Linked DNA regions of Hordeum vulgare: all the other regions are linked to region 1. The links are chromatin contacts, called in public Hi-C maps. All regions are on one chromosome and are shown on one strand. Each heading gives the region's core, a stretch centred on a gene start, on an enhancer-like site or on the middle of the called end of the contact. The rest is flanking DNA. Distances are from core to core; before and after follow the strand shown. Region 1 holds the start of LOC123443037 (acyl-protein thioesterase 1 homolog 1). Region 2 has its middle 280 kb from the start of LOC123443037. Region 3 holds the start of LOC123443038.

The links. Hi-C and Micro-C count contacts between places; a contact is called where the count stands out from the background.
Region 2: a Hi-C map of seedling shows a contact between it and region 1, with 7 times the contacts expected there. The contact joins the enhancer-like site here to the promoter of LOC123443037 in region 1. A contact is called at or near these places in 4 of 6 Hi-C or Micro-C datasets (leaf and seedling) and 1 of 1 datasets of contacts at active chromatin or transcription factors (embryo).
Region 3: a contact with region 1 is called in a Hi-C map of seedling, with 1.9 times the contacts expected there. The contact joins the promoter of LOC123443038 here to the promoter of LOC123443037 in region 1.

What each region holds. Positions count from the first base shown.
Region 1 is chr3H:76,208,103-76,212,402 of MorexV3_pseudomolecules_assembly, reverse strand. LOC123443037 (acyl-protein thioesterase 1 homolog 1) reads right to left here and starts at 1,403. Exons shown (of 10, transcript XM_045119261.1): 1 at 1,287-1,403; 2 at 736-847; 3 at 534-639. The coding sequence starts at 769.
Region 2 is chr3H:75,928,114-75,932,697 of MorexV3_pseudomolecules_assembly, reverse strand. No RefSeq gene overlaps it. Among protein-coding and RNA genes, the nearest start is that of LOC123443037, 280 kb to the left of the region's middle. Within about 2 kb of position 2,042, at least 3 of the 3 cell types and tissues checked have open chromatin away from gene starts, as enhancers often do. A contact at or near this core is called in leaf and seedling, where this site is marked.
Region 3 is chr3H:76,581,545-76,586,081 of MorexV3_pseudomolecules_assembly, reverse strand. LOC123443038 reads left to right here and starts at 1,560. Exons shown (of 2, transcript XM_045119262.1): 1 at 1,560-1,696.

The sequences.
Region 1 (4,300 bases), core at 154-2,653:
TGCTAGCACAGAGGATACCTTTCTTGCCAATAAAAATGCAGTAATTTATGCCAAAACAAGTGTATTTAATGAACATTCAGCAATGGTGACTATGCCGTCCGAGACAGTAGAAAATATTATACTCCCTCCGATCCATATTAGCGAGTGTATTTAGTACAACTTTGTACTAAATCAGCGACAATTAATATGGATCGGAGGGAGTAACAGATTTTAATCCATTGATCATTGAAAATGTGGCGTAGATATCTATTCACCCAAAAAGATGATTCAGGAGATCGGTATCATCAGCTTACATGTTTATTGGGAAGGGAGATTGATTTCCACAAACCGCTATCACAAACAGAAGGACAGTGAGATGGTTCCGTGCCGCATTCTATCTAAAGTACAGTTGGTTGAGAGACATGGAGAACATACACGAGATTCATCGAAAAATTCAGTACGAACAGACAGGACGTCCGATATCTGTGAATCCATGAATGCATCCAGACAAGCTGAACCTGGAAGGAAAGAAGGGGGAAAGGGCGGTTGCGTACCTGGCTCCATTGTCGCCGAGGCCGTGAAGCCAGACGATGGTGGCCTTGTGCGCCCCCTTGGGCCTCACCACATGCGTCCTCCCGTACTCGAACGGCCGCTTCGCACCTGCAAGCCACCCACCGTCCCGCCCAGCACATCAAAGCCGGCGCATCAAACGAACGAGGGGCACAAATCACAATGAATCAGAGGCATAATACGTACCGGCCGCGACGGAGCTGGCGCCGCCGAAGCTCATCCCGCGAACAGTCGCCGCCGCCGCCGTCCCTCCTCTCCTGCTGGCGACCACGCTCGCCAACGCCACGAATCCAATGGCCTGGGCAGCAAACGGGTTAATAAAAGCGAAGCGCGAGTGCGTGCGTGCGTGCGTGCGTACGAGGGAGGGATGGGGAAGAGAAAGGAGGGATTTGGGCGGCGGAAAGGGGAGCGTCTTTTCTCTTATGGGAGTGAGTGCGGGGGGGGGGGGGGGGGGGGGATGGAATCGAATCTACGGGAGAGATTGCTGCCGGTGCCAGGACAGGGGTGAGGGGGCCCAGGGGGGCACCACACGGCCCGCGCTTGCCTCCCAGTCCCAGTGCTCCACCACCACCACTGCACTGCGCCACCTGAGCGCGCGTGATGGGGGTGGCAGGCACGCCCAGGAATGGAACAGTGGCAAGCTACAGGACTCGGGAGAGAAAAGTAGCCGACCGCGCGCCTGGGGGTGGGGGTGGCGGTGGCGGGGAGGAGGGAGGAGGTGGATCGGGGCTGCGAACCTCTCGGCCGGCGGCGACGCGATTCGGCGGAGCTGAGGACGAGGGAAGCAGCGAGCGGGTGTTGTTGCGAGGCGCCGGGCGATGCGATGGGAGCTCAGCTCGTATCGTCCGGATCTTTCTCCTCGGTTCTCCTTCGGAGCGGCAGCGGTGTGGGGTTTCCTCTTTCTCGTTTTTTTTATATCAAACCCACTTTATAGATTATGGCATAATATCCATACAAATAGCATCCTGGATACATTTCGGGGACACACCACACCAAACGCGACACTCTAGCTGATTACAAGATCGAGCTAACAGATGTGTAGCAACATTCTGCTCCCTACGCACATGAAAGATAGAACAACTAGTGAACAAAGTCTTAAGTTGCTTAATGTCCTGAATCACAGAACCACAAATAGATCGATCTTGGTCCAGTAAGTTGACACGCCGGACAACTGTCAAGCAATCAGAACCAAGACTTCCTGAATTTCTTCACTCAATGCAAATTGCAATCCTCTCTGAATTGCAATGGCCTCCGCTAACTCAGGAAGGATCACATCAGGAACACCAATACCATAACAAACGATGCAAGAACCTAAATGTTCTCGCATCACCACACCTGCCCCCATGCTCTTGTCATGTGTAAAAATGACAGCATCAACGTTAATCATCACCTTACCTGTCGGCGGCGGAACCGAGGATGCTGTTGTAGAGGGTTCACGCCTATGGTTGGTAGAAGTAATGTACAAATGCTGCACTATCATGTCAACATAAGCTTTAACTTTCAGAGCCACACTAGTAGGATGCTGAGTAATATTTTCTTCTCGTAGTTTATTTCTAGCATCCCAAATATGCCAACACGTGACTGCAAGAACTGTGGCAGAAAGGTCATCGCAACTTGCCAAAAACTCAAAGATCCATGTTTTGCAATTTTTGAATCCTTTCCGACAAAGATGCAAGTTGAAGTAGGCTTTAACATCAGACCAACCCGCTTTTGCATAAGGACAAAATAGCAATGCATGTTCTATGTGCTCATCTGCAGAACAATGGACACAAACCTTAGAAGCAGGGATATGTCGTCGGTGAAGTTGCATTCCTGATGGCAAGCAATCATGAGCGAATCTCCAAATACTTATCAACATCTTTCCCGGAGCCTTGATTGCCCAAATTTTGTTCCATGAAATAGTTTCACATTGTAGATTAGAAGACAAACCACGACCTGACATGCTGCGGGATATGATCATCTTTGTCACCCTTGCCAAATGATAGGCAGATCGGACCGAGTATGTACCAGAACGTGTATGTGGCCATGCCACAAAGTCAGTGTCCCCAAACCGACTGATGGGAAGTTGTAGAACTTGATCCGCAATCGATTCCTCAAAGACAGATCAGACTAGTTGAGTATTCCAAGTGAGGCCATCACCAGCAAAGAGCGAATTAACCTTCTGTCCAGCCGATATAGGAGTCAGCAGATGTAAAAACTGTGGATTGACACCAGGAATCCAATGATCATCCTGAATCCTAATGGAAGCGCCGTTACCCACACCCCATCGGACACCTTTCTTGACAAGCTACATGCCATGAAGAATACTTCACCAAGTATAGGAAGCAGACCGTGGACATTTTGCGCTCCAGAAATCTGTATTTGGGAAATAACGTCCCTTAAGGACACGAGCACATAATGTATTTGGTTCTGTGATTAGCCGCCAGCATTGCTTGCCTAACATAGCTTGATTGAACATACTCATATCTCTGAAACCAAGTCCACCCATAGATTTCGGACATGGCAACCAGTCCCATGAACGCCAATGCATCTTTCGATTACCATCAGCAAAACCCCACCACTGATTCACAATATTTCTCCTCATTTGCTCGCAAGTACCAATGGGAAGATGGAAACAACTCATAATGTATGTTGGAATCGCCTGAATCACAGATTTTAAAAGAATCTCCACTCCTTTCCTAGACAATGGTCTATCAGACATTCCATTGATACGCTTCCACATGCGATCATACAAAAATTTGAAAGTCATAGTAGGTGATCGCCCCACTTCTGTTGGCATGCCAAGATAAGAATCTTGTAGAGACTCATTGAAAACACGAAGGATATGTTTAACCTCATTCTTGATCACCTCCGGACAACCATTACCAAAGAAGATAGAAGACTTATCCAAATTAATCTTTTGTCCAGAGCCCTGACAATATAGGTGAAGGGTATCTTTCAAAGCTTGTACACTCCTCCTGTCACTTCTTGCAAAGAAAATAATGTCATCTGCAAACAGTAAATGGGAGATAGCAGGACCAAGTCGACCATTTTTAATACCATGTAGCACACCTTGGTCCTCCTGCCGTTTGAGCAAACACGACAGACCTTCAGTACAAAGAAGAAAGAGATAGGGGCTGATTGGATCACCTTGACGAATACCTCGGGTTGGCACCACAGGCTCTGTTAGATCTCCGTTGACCCATACAGGATAACGAGTAGATGTAACACACCTCATCACCGAGTATATCCAGGAATCAGCAAAACCCAACCGTGATAGACAACCATGAAGAAAATTCCACTCAACACGGTCGTATGCTTTCATCATATCAATCTTGAGAGCAAAGTAAGGCTTTTTCGCTCTTTGGGATCTTATCGTATGTAAACTTTCAAAAGCAATAAGAGCATTATCCGTGATGAGATGACCAGGGATGAAAGCACTTTGATTCTCTGAAATCACCTTGGGCAAAAAAAACTTTAAGTCGGTTTGAGAGTACCTTCGAGGCGAGTTTATAAAGGACATTACAGAGGCTAATTGGCCGGAAGTTCTTGAGATATTGAGAGTTATTAACCTTCGGAATGAGCACAATCACCGAATCACAAAAACCAGTGGGGATGGTTCCTCCAGTCAAGAAACTCCGCACAACGTTACAAATTTCGGTCTGTAGAAAATCCCAATGTGTTTGATAAAAAAGAGCAGGGAAACCATCCGGACCAGGAGCCTTCGTAGGTCCCATTTGAAACAAAGCAGTTCTTATTTCATCATCCGTAT
Region 2 (4,584 bases), core at 793-3,292, 280 kb after region 1:
GCCCGCTCTCACCGCCATGGACGACGACCTCGAGGCCGTCGCCGGCCTTGCCTCCCTCGCCTCGTCCGGTGCCGACCCCGCAAGACCGCCGGGCCGCCCGAGGAGCGGGCTATGGAGTCGGCCAAGAGGAAGGGACGGAGGCACCAACAGGATGCAAGGGGTGAGGCAGATCCCGCCGTCGCCATCGCTATTGCCGCACAGCAGGAATACACCAATGCTCGGGGTGGAGGCGACAATCAGGGAGGGCTTGTTGTACCTAGGGGTAAACCCTAGCTCTCATGGGCTTGTCAAGGCCATCGTTGCCGCGGACGCAACCAACACGTGCTCATCAGCATATCCTCGGATGATGCAGCCGGAGTCGTCGCGTGCGTCTTCCATGCAGCCAATTCCGGACTTCCACGTCTACCCGCCGGAGCTCGCCAACCAAACTGCTGCTGGGGCGAAGCCGAATCGCAAGAGCAAGCGGACGAAGGCATACATGTCGGCCGAGGACAAGCTCCTTTGTGAGTGCTGGAGGGACATTGGGCAAGACCTGAAGGTCGGCGCCGAATAAAAGTATTCAGCCTTATGGACTCGTGTCCATCATGAGTTCCACGAGCGCAAGAAGTCCCCCCCCCCCCGTGCCAAATGCAAAGCAAGTGTGGATGGGTGTCACTTCCGAAACGTTGCAGGGTGATTCAACAAGAGTGCAACAAGTTTTGTGCCACTTATGAGAGCATCAAGGCACTCACCGTGAGAGGCCTCGACATGCAAGACATGGTATGCATGCCCTCTCATTTCCTTTTGGTGCCACACATTTTCCCGTTGATTGCATCTCCATTTGCCGACATATTCTTGCTTGGTTTGAATTGTAGGTGTTCCAAGCTTTGGATGGATTCAAGATTCAACACAATGGCAAGGCCTTCCATCTCTCCCATTGTTGGACTATAATCAATGGGGAGTAGAAGTTCAAGGTGCAATATGCCGCCCTCTTGGCGCGTGGGGGGAAAGAAGCTGTGGAGGACCCATGATGGCGGCGAGAAGGCACGATCGCGGGGGAAGACCAACTCAAAGAAGGAGGACAAGCGGGACGCGGCGTCGATCGCCTTGCTTGAAAAAATGGAGGGCATGATAAGCAAGAAGGACTTGAGGGAGGAGAAGCGTGGGCAAGAAAAGGAAGAGCATATGAATGCCTTCATGAAAATCCAAAGAAGGAGGCTCGAGATGGATGCAGAGAAGCAAGCCAAGATGCTTGAGTTGGAGGAGACGAATCAAGCCAAGATGCTCGAGATCGAGGCCGCCAATGCCAAGACCAAGGCGAAAGAAGTGGCCCTGGCAAGCATGAAGACGGGTGCGGAGATCATGAAGGTTGCTCTGAACACCGTGTCGCCGAGGAAGAGACTATGGTTCGAGAAGATGGAGGCCGGAATGCTCAAGTTCGATCATCTGTGATCTGCGACGGAGATCACAGTCCCTTTTTTGTATGCCGACAAGTATGCTCGCATGACCACTGACCGACATGACGTGGTCGAATTCCGGTCTCTTTTGGTGTGCTAGCACGTGTGCCGACCGCTGACAAGTGTGCCGGCATGAACTGTTTGGTGGTTTTCTGTAGACTCACAATGTATGCCGGGCGCTGTCATGATATCGGTATAAACTCTTGGGCGTTGGCATGATCTATGATCGAGGGCCTTTTTAATCTAAATATGTATATTACAACAGAGCGGACACAGAGCAGGCAACCGACTTAAACGGATAAAAAAGGGATAAAACATGATCTCGGAGTTGCCTTCATTCCCACGCGAAAAGAACTGGGTTTGCTAACCCGAGACACTCATTCACTGTAGTACCGGGCAGAGGAAAACCTCTGAATGGGTTCAAGCACAAGGTCATCATTGACACTGGCCAAAGCAGAGTACAGTGCAGGCCCACGGATACACTGAAAACTAACGTGGCACGGGCCCATCCTCGTTTTACCGCACATCGCTGTCACTGCAAAGGAGATGATGAGCGCGCGGAAGCAAGGGATCGTGCAATCTGACAAAGGACAAATATTAGTGAGGTCTCCGGGGCGACAGTGCTTAGATGTCAGCAGCGCTCAGACAAGTGGTTAGCCGAACCGAACCCACTGCAACGGATCTTCAGATCACCCGGTGCCCAATGGTCCAGCCACTGCCACCGCTGCGGCGATCCACGTGACAGTGTTGGGGGAGTTCGAGCACAAAAGATCGTCGCTGCGCTAGGCAAGTTCTCAAACGGAGAGATGAACTGGAGCCGCTGGATGATAATGTTTCTTTTGAGAGAGAGAGAATGAACACGGGTAAGTTTTTCTTTTGTTTTGACTTTCGAGAAGAGACAACGGGTAAGTTTGCGGCGTATGTTGTGTAGGTCAGTATCAAGCCCATATCCCCAAGGAAGAGGATTTGTAGCACCTGGGTGCTCCACACCCCTGTATGCACATTATGTTCAATAATGTACTGGGAAATTTCAAAATAAAATATCTGGGGCTTTGAAATATGAAACCTGGGTGCCTAATCTACTTCAGTGTGAATTTTTGTTCAAAAAATGAAACATGTCCGTGGCAAAAACACACAAAAAAAATCATATGTATAGACAAAACTGTTTCGATGGATTTTAGTTTGAACTGTATTTTCTTCGCCACGGATACATTTCCTGGTATTTTTCTATGAAGCTCCGGGCACCGAAGCATAAGATCCCAAGGATTCATATTTTGATTTTTCCTGGTACTTTTAGAATATAATTTTAGTATAGGGATGGAGCACCCAAGTGCTCCTGTGTATCTCCCATATCCCCAACTCCCTTTTTCAGGCGTATCCCAACTCCTTTTTGGCGGGCGCCAATCTCGCTGTAAGCGAGACACAGGGAAGCCTCACGTTGGGGATGTCCAGATGGGCCGGCCAACTGCATGGGAGGCTACAACCTTTTCTTTTTTCTTTTACGTTTTCTCGTTCGTTTTTTCTTTATTTTTTATTTTTATTTACTATATATATTATAAATATATAAAAAACAAAAAACACTTTATAAAAAACATTTTAAAATGTTGAATGTTTATAGATAAAATGTTTATCACACATATGGAAAATATATAAAAATTGATCATCTATTTAGAAAATATTTATCAAGCATTCAAATTCATCAGAACAAGCATTTAAAAATATATTTAAAAAAGGATTAAATTTTTGATTTTGTATATAAAAATTGTTAATCAAGCATTTAGAAATATATTTAAAAAGTATTTGAAATTTTAATTGTCTCTATAATAAATTTTGACCGTGTATTAAAATACTGTTACCATTATTTAATACTACCTCTGTCCCGATTTAACTGACGCCAGTTGTATACAAATTTATACTAGCTTAGCTCTCCCTCCGCGTCACTTAATTCGGGACGGAGGGAGTAAATGTTAATCAAGGGTTTGAAAAATGTTAAAAGTGTGTACAGGAAGAAATATTGACCATGCCCTAAAAAAATGTGCAAAATGGAATTAAAAATGTATTAGACATATACCAAAAATATTATTGAAAAAATAGAAACTGAGAAGAAAACCAAGAAAAACAAGGAAAAATGAAGAAAAAGATGCGTCGGCCCGAAACTGTAGATGCTTCAAGCGAGACTTCATGTCATCTCGCTTAGTGCGAGATGTAGTCACCGGGCTTTTTGGTGTCCACAAACCTCCATTTCTTTTAAAGTCGGTATTGGGTCAGCCCGAAACTAAAGATGCTTGCAGCGAGACTTCCTTTCACCTCGCTTAATGGGAAATATAGTCGCTGCAGTTTTTTGGCGTCCTTAACATCGGTTACAGTGTATTCAACAAACCTCCATTTCTTATAAATTCGCTATTGGGCCGTTCTGAACTGTAGATGCTCGCATCGAAACTTGCTTTCATCTTCTTAATTCAAGATATAGTCGCCGTGCATTTTGGCATCGTCAGCACCGGTTATAGTGTATTCTACAAGCCTCCATTTCTTTTAAATTTGCTAGTGGGTCAGCCCGAAACTGTAGATGCTTGCAGAAAGACTTTCTTTCATCTCGTTTAATGCGAAATATAGTCACCATGCTTTTTGGCAGTTGCAGTATATTCCACAAACCTTCATTTCTTTTAAAGTCTCTTTTCGGCCGGCCCAAAACTGTAGATGCTTGAAGATAGATTTCCTTTCATCTCGCTTAATGCCAAATATAGTCGTCGTGCTTTTCGGCATCCTCAGCCTCTGTGTTTACTTCCACCATGTAATCAACTGAGAAAGCGCACCTGATGTACCTAGTTACTTTTTTTCCTTTTTGTTGTGTGTCTTCTTTGTCTAGTTCTTTTCTTTTTGGATTTGGCTACTTTATTTGGTTTTTTATTTTACTTTCTATTTTCTAAAATTCGTGAACATTTTACAAAACCATGATATTTTTTTGAAATCCATGAACATTTCCTTAAAATCAAAATATTTTTTCAACTCCATGATATTTTTGTCAAAAGCACCAATGTTTGTCAAGTTTGTGAATTGTTTTCTCATATTCGTGAGTTTTTACAAACCTTTTTAATTTCCTGAACCATTTTTGAAATTGGTGAACCATTTTTACAAAATCATGATTCTT
Region 3 (4,537 bases), core at 311-2,810, 370 kb before region 1:
ACCGTTTGTTTCCCTTGGTCACACATCCTCTATTTCTAAATAGCTACATCCCACTACCTAATTTTCATGCAACCATGACACATAAACAAATATGCATGTAAGACATAAATAACATCTTTTGCATTACTCTACGTATGCAATGGTGTTACATCATCAACATCATCAATTCATGCATATTAGTCATAAGTAGTTTTTTGCATTAGAGTTCACCCTTTATATTTTGTTAGAAATTATATTTAACATGTAATTTTTACTCTCTTTTATACGCTTTGTATTATATTGTTTTTAAGCTTACATTCGTTTTTCATTAGTTTTAGATTTTTTTTATAACAACTATTTATCCATTTTTAGCAATGTTTTCGCAGCAACGTGCGGGGCATTATGTAGTTTCATAAGTTAGTTAATCCATTTCGAAGAGAAACCCAAAGCATTCAACCCATTAAGAATATGCCATTATGTTACGCCTGTTTTGCCTTAGCCAAGTCAAGCTTGTACACACAATAATTTGAACGCTCATCCCGAGACGACAACAGAGTATACAAACATTAGAGGAAATGAGTGCATTATTAGTGATCATTCTTCTAAAGATGAAAGCACTTTAGGTGAGAGTGATCAACCCATCAAGAAAATGCCGCCGTCTATTTACGAGATGCTTTGAAATAATCTTGTATACAATATTATAGATGCAGATTGGACAGAAAAAACTTATGCTCGACTACATGTTTTTTCTTGGGAATAAGGAAAATTACAATGTCACTGACTCCATTCGACATCCTTCTGGAATTCAATGAATATTTAACTACAACAATTATGTTAGTACAAAGCAATTCCAATCTCTTTTAAAAAAACCTTAACAAAAAACTGCCCTGATACTAACGCTATAGTTGTACTATGTGAGTGTTCATAAATGGGAACTGGTTATGCTATTGACTAAAATAGGCTCAATCGATTTCTTTCCGTTGTTTGTTGATCGATATAACATATATAGTTATAAAATATACTCACAAGACAAAAAATATGATTTCCTCATTTTGAACAAATTTGCGTCAAACTATGATTATACGATACATACCAAAGTCAAATTAAAATAAATTTATAAAAACCTAATCGAATTATAAATCAATATAGTATTTGTTGATGTATCACAACCATATTTACCTAGAAACCGCATTGTCGAACCGAATTAACTAGTGAAAAACACACTAATCAAAAGCACCCACCGTCACCCTTTTAACACCGACCATTCCTTTTTATAATAGAAATCACGAATTTGATGTACAAACTAGTTCTCTCTCCCTTCAAAAGTATAAGACGTTTTGAATATTTTAATATGAACTACATACAAACTGAAATAAACGAAGAAATAAACTAAAACATGTCTATATAACTTTGATTTAGAAGAAAAAAACAGAACAACCTATATTTATGGACGGAGGGAGCAGTACTTTTCTAGGTCAAAGCGAGATTTTATTATATGCACAAAACTATAAATCGACTGAGACATAGGATAATCCGAGGAACTACGCCTTTCCAAGAAAAAATATAGGGGGAAAGGGGTTTATTCGCGTGGTCGCTCCGCGGTCTCTACTACTCACACCACTCTCTCCTTCTCGCGCGGCTCCCTTGGATCTCGCCCACGTCGCCGCCGTCCACATCGCCGCCGCAGAAAGGTCCGCCGCGCCTCGCTGCTGTGGAGGTACAAGTTTCCTCCCCCTCCCCTCCGCCTCATCTTCCTTCTTCTCCCCTACTACTCCCCGTCGCCCTTCCCCACCCTTCTCCTACCTATCCACTCGTCTCCCCTGCGGCTACACCTCGTCGCCGGTTTAAGATCCGGCAGCCGGCCCCCTCCCGCCGAGGGGGCGTCGCTGGGAGAGCAGGTATATCCCCCGTGCCCCCCTCATCGTCCCCTTTCTCCTCCTACTCCTCCCGTCCCCCACGCACTCTTACCCCCTGCATCTCCTTCCTCCCCGGCTCGACGGTTGCTCGTGCAACCACATCTCCCTCTCCTCCCCGTCGCGGCAGCTGCTCCTGCAAATCCTCCTCCTCCCGTCCCTTCTCGCCTGCTGCAGGCCAGGGTCGATCTTGCCGGTTTGATATAAATTGCAGTCCTGTCATGCAGGCCGTCACCCATGCCTTCGCCCCGGGTTTTATCTTTACTCTTGGATTTAGGAATTGCCGGCTGACTCTCTTGGATTTTTACTGTTAGTAGTATGATGTTTTGTATGGTTTAATTCGATGAAACTCACACCTTTATACCTTGCTGGTGATACAGGGTTGCTCACTGGATTTTATCCTTTTACATATTTTGTTAATCTTGGCCCCATGTGTATGGATATCTCTTTCTTTTCTCCAAAAAAAATAAACAAGCTTGGTGCTTCATAGTTCATACAGATTATGCAAAACTGTGAACACACACTTATGTTCCGTTTAGATGGGTGTGCTGATTAAATTTTATGTGGCTGTATTAAACATCTCGTGGTGTTATGCGTGGAACGTTCATTATTTATGTTCACTACAGGATGAGAAGTCAGTTCATCATATCATACTGTCTACCCTTCTACATATGCTTAGCACGATTCTGTCTAAAAGGATGGTAGTTTTGCTACTATACTTTCATAAACATTTCTAGTGTTAGAGCCTCTGGATCGAAGGGGATACCTGTTACCATGATGGCTAGAGGGCTGATGAGCCATCAGCGAGGGGGGACGGTATCCAGTGTACGAGCAGAGAATAACGGGCATAGGAGAGAGCAAAGAAGGGCTTCCTACTAGTGTGTTGAATTCACCTTTCTCCTTTCCTGCCCCCCTTTTTTCCTCTCGTTTGTAAGACTTTGTTTCCTATTGAGACATGAAAACATGGATGAGAATAGGAGAGAGCAGAAAGAGATTAGGGAGACATATATTAGTTATGGATAGCTTGAATCAATCGATGCAGTTAGGGGGCTTTATACATCCGACTTGAGGATTTGGTGCCCTCAACGGATATAACTCTGATTCGACTCAAACTCTCTTGCAGACCGTGATTGCTGCCGGTTCTATTGAACCGACTTCAGGTTAACGATACAAGACCCTTCCATAATAAAAAAATAGTCCTGATTTCTGTCTAGCCCATTCCAACTCAGGTGCAGCTGTTGCGGGCTTCCTCCTCTGCTAAGGGATTCCCCACATAACATCTGATGAAAACAATCTCTTTGGTCTAAACTAGAAAACAAATTTGGTCTCATCACCATATACATAAATGCGACTTATCAAACGCCGCTATCTGTCTTTGGATAACAAGAAATCAAATTGCTTTAGGTTTAACTTAATTTCTTATCATTATGTCTGTGATGCATTATTTTATTAATTTGTGAATTTCTTATCTGCGGTACTCCAATTCATTAATTAACGCTGCTTTAGTATAACTTTAGTACGAAGTTGTATTAAAGCAGCGTCAATTAATTGGGATAGGAGGGAGTAACAAAGATAAACATCGGGTGTAATGGTGAGAACACCTGACAACAGCCCTTCGTGATGGACACTCCTGCCATGTTTATCAAATTGGACAGATAGAAGAGGGGGGGATTTGGGAGGCATTACTTTATTTCTTAAGTATTTCCAGGAATGTGCCTGGTGAATTGTCTGGGCCCTGCTGGCATACCTCTTGCCGATGCGAGGTGCGAGCCCATTGGGCAGTGCCGGGGACGAGAGGATGATAGCGGCAGCAAATGGTCGGCGGCGTAGTTTTTTTCAGGGATAGGAGAGAAACCAGCGAATGGAATGGTAATTCCCTAATTGCGTTTTGGGTCTGCATGTATCCAATTAGTCCCTAAGCCCTAATTGATTATCTAATAACAGAGGATAAATCTCTTGATTCATATGGAGGGATAAAAAAAACCTTTTGAAACTTTTCTAGGGGTTGTACTGAAGCACACCTCACTATCTAAATTTCCCCATTTATTTTTAAAAAAGATCTCTGTAAAGGAGTCAAACAGACCATGATTCGTCAGTAAAGAGCAAGTCTTCCTCTTCGGTTCCTCGCCCCTGTAATAAGTTTCGACTTCAGGTATGCTAACTGCCCATCGAAGCCCCTTCCCGCTGATGCGAATCACTCCTTGGTGCAAAGTTTGAGTTCCTTGTTGGTGTGAAGTTCGAGTTTCCATTGATGCAGAATTTATGTTTTCTGTTGGTGTAAAGTGTGGATATAAGGCTTGGAGATTTTCCGCTAAGTCTAGAAAAGCATCAGATCTCAGTAGCGCAGGGACCACGTCCCCAACACTTGCTTTATTGGGGCAAATCTCCAACCCTCCTATATATAGGAGCCTAACAATACTATAACTTCGTCTTATTAATCTTTGAGACTATCATATCCCTTACTGAATCTGTTACTAGAACATGGTAATTTTTTTATTACTTGATCTGTTGCTCATGGAATATCTGCAAGCATGCGTCTATAATTCAATACTCCAAGCATGCGTCTATAATATTGCCATAGAATGAATATAGAAGGTGCAATAAATGTGCTGCTTAACTTATTAGTATCTGTCTTTCCATTGTTG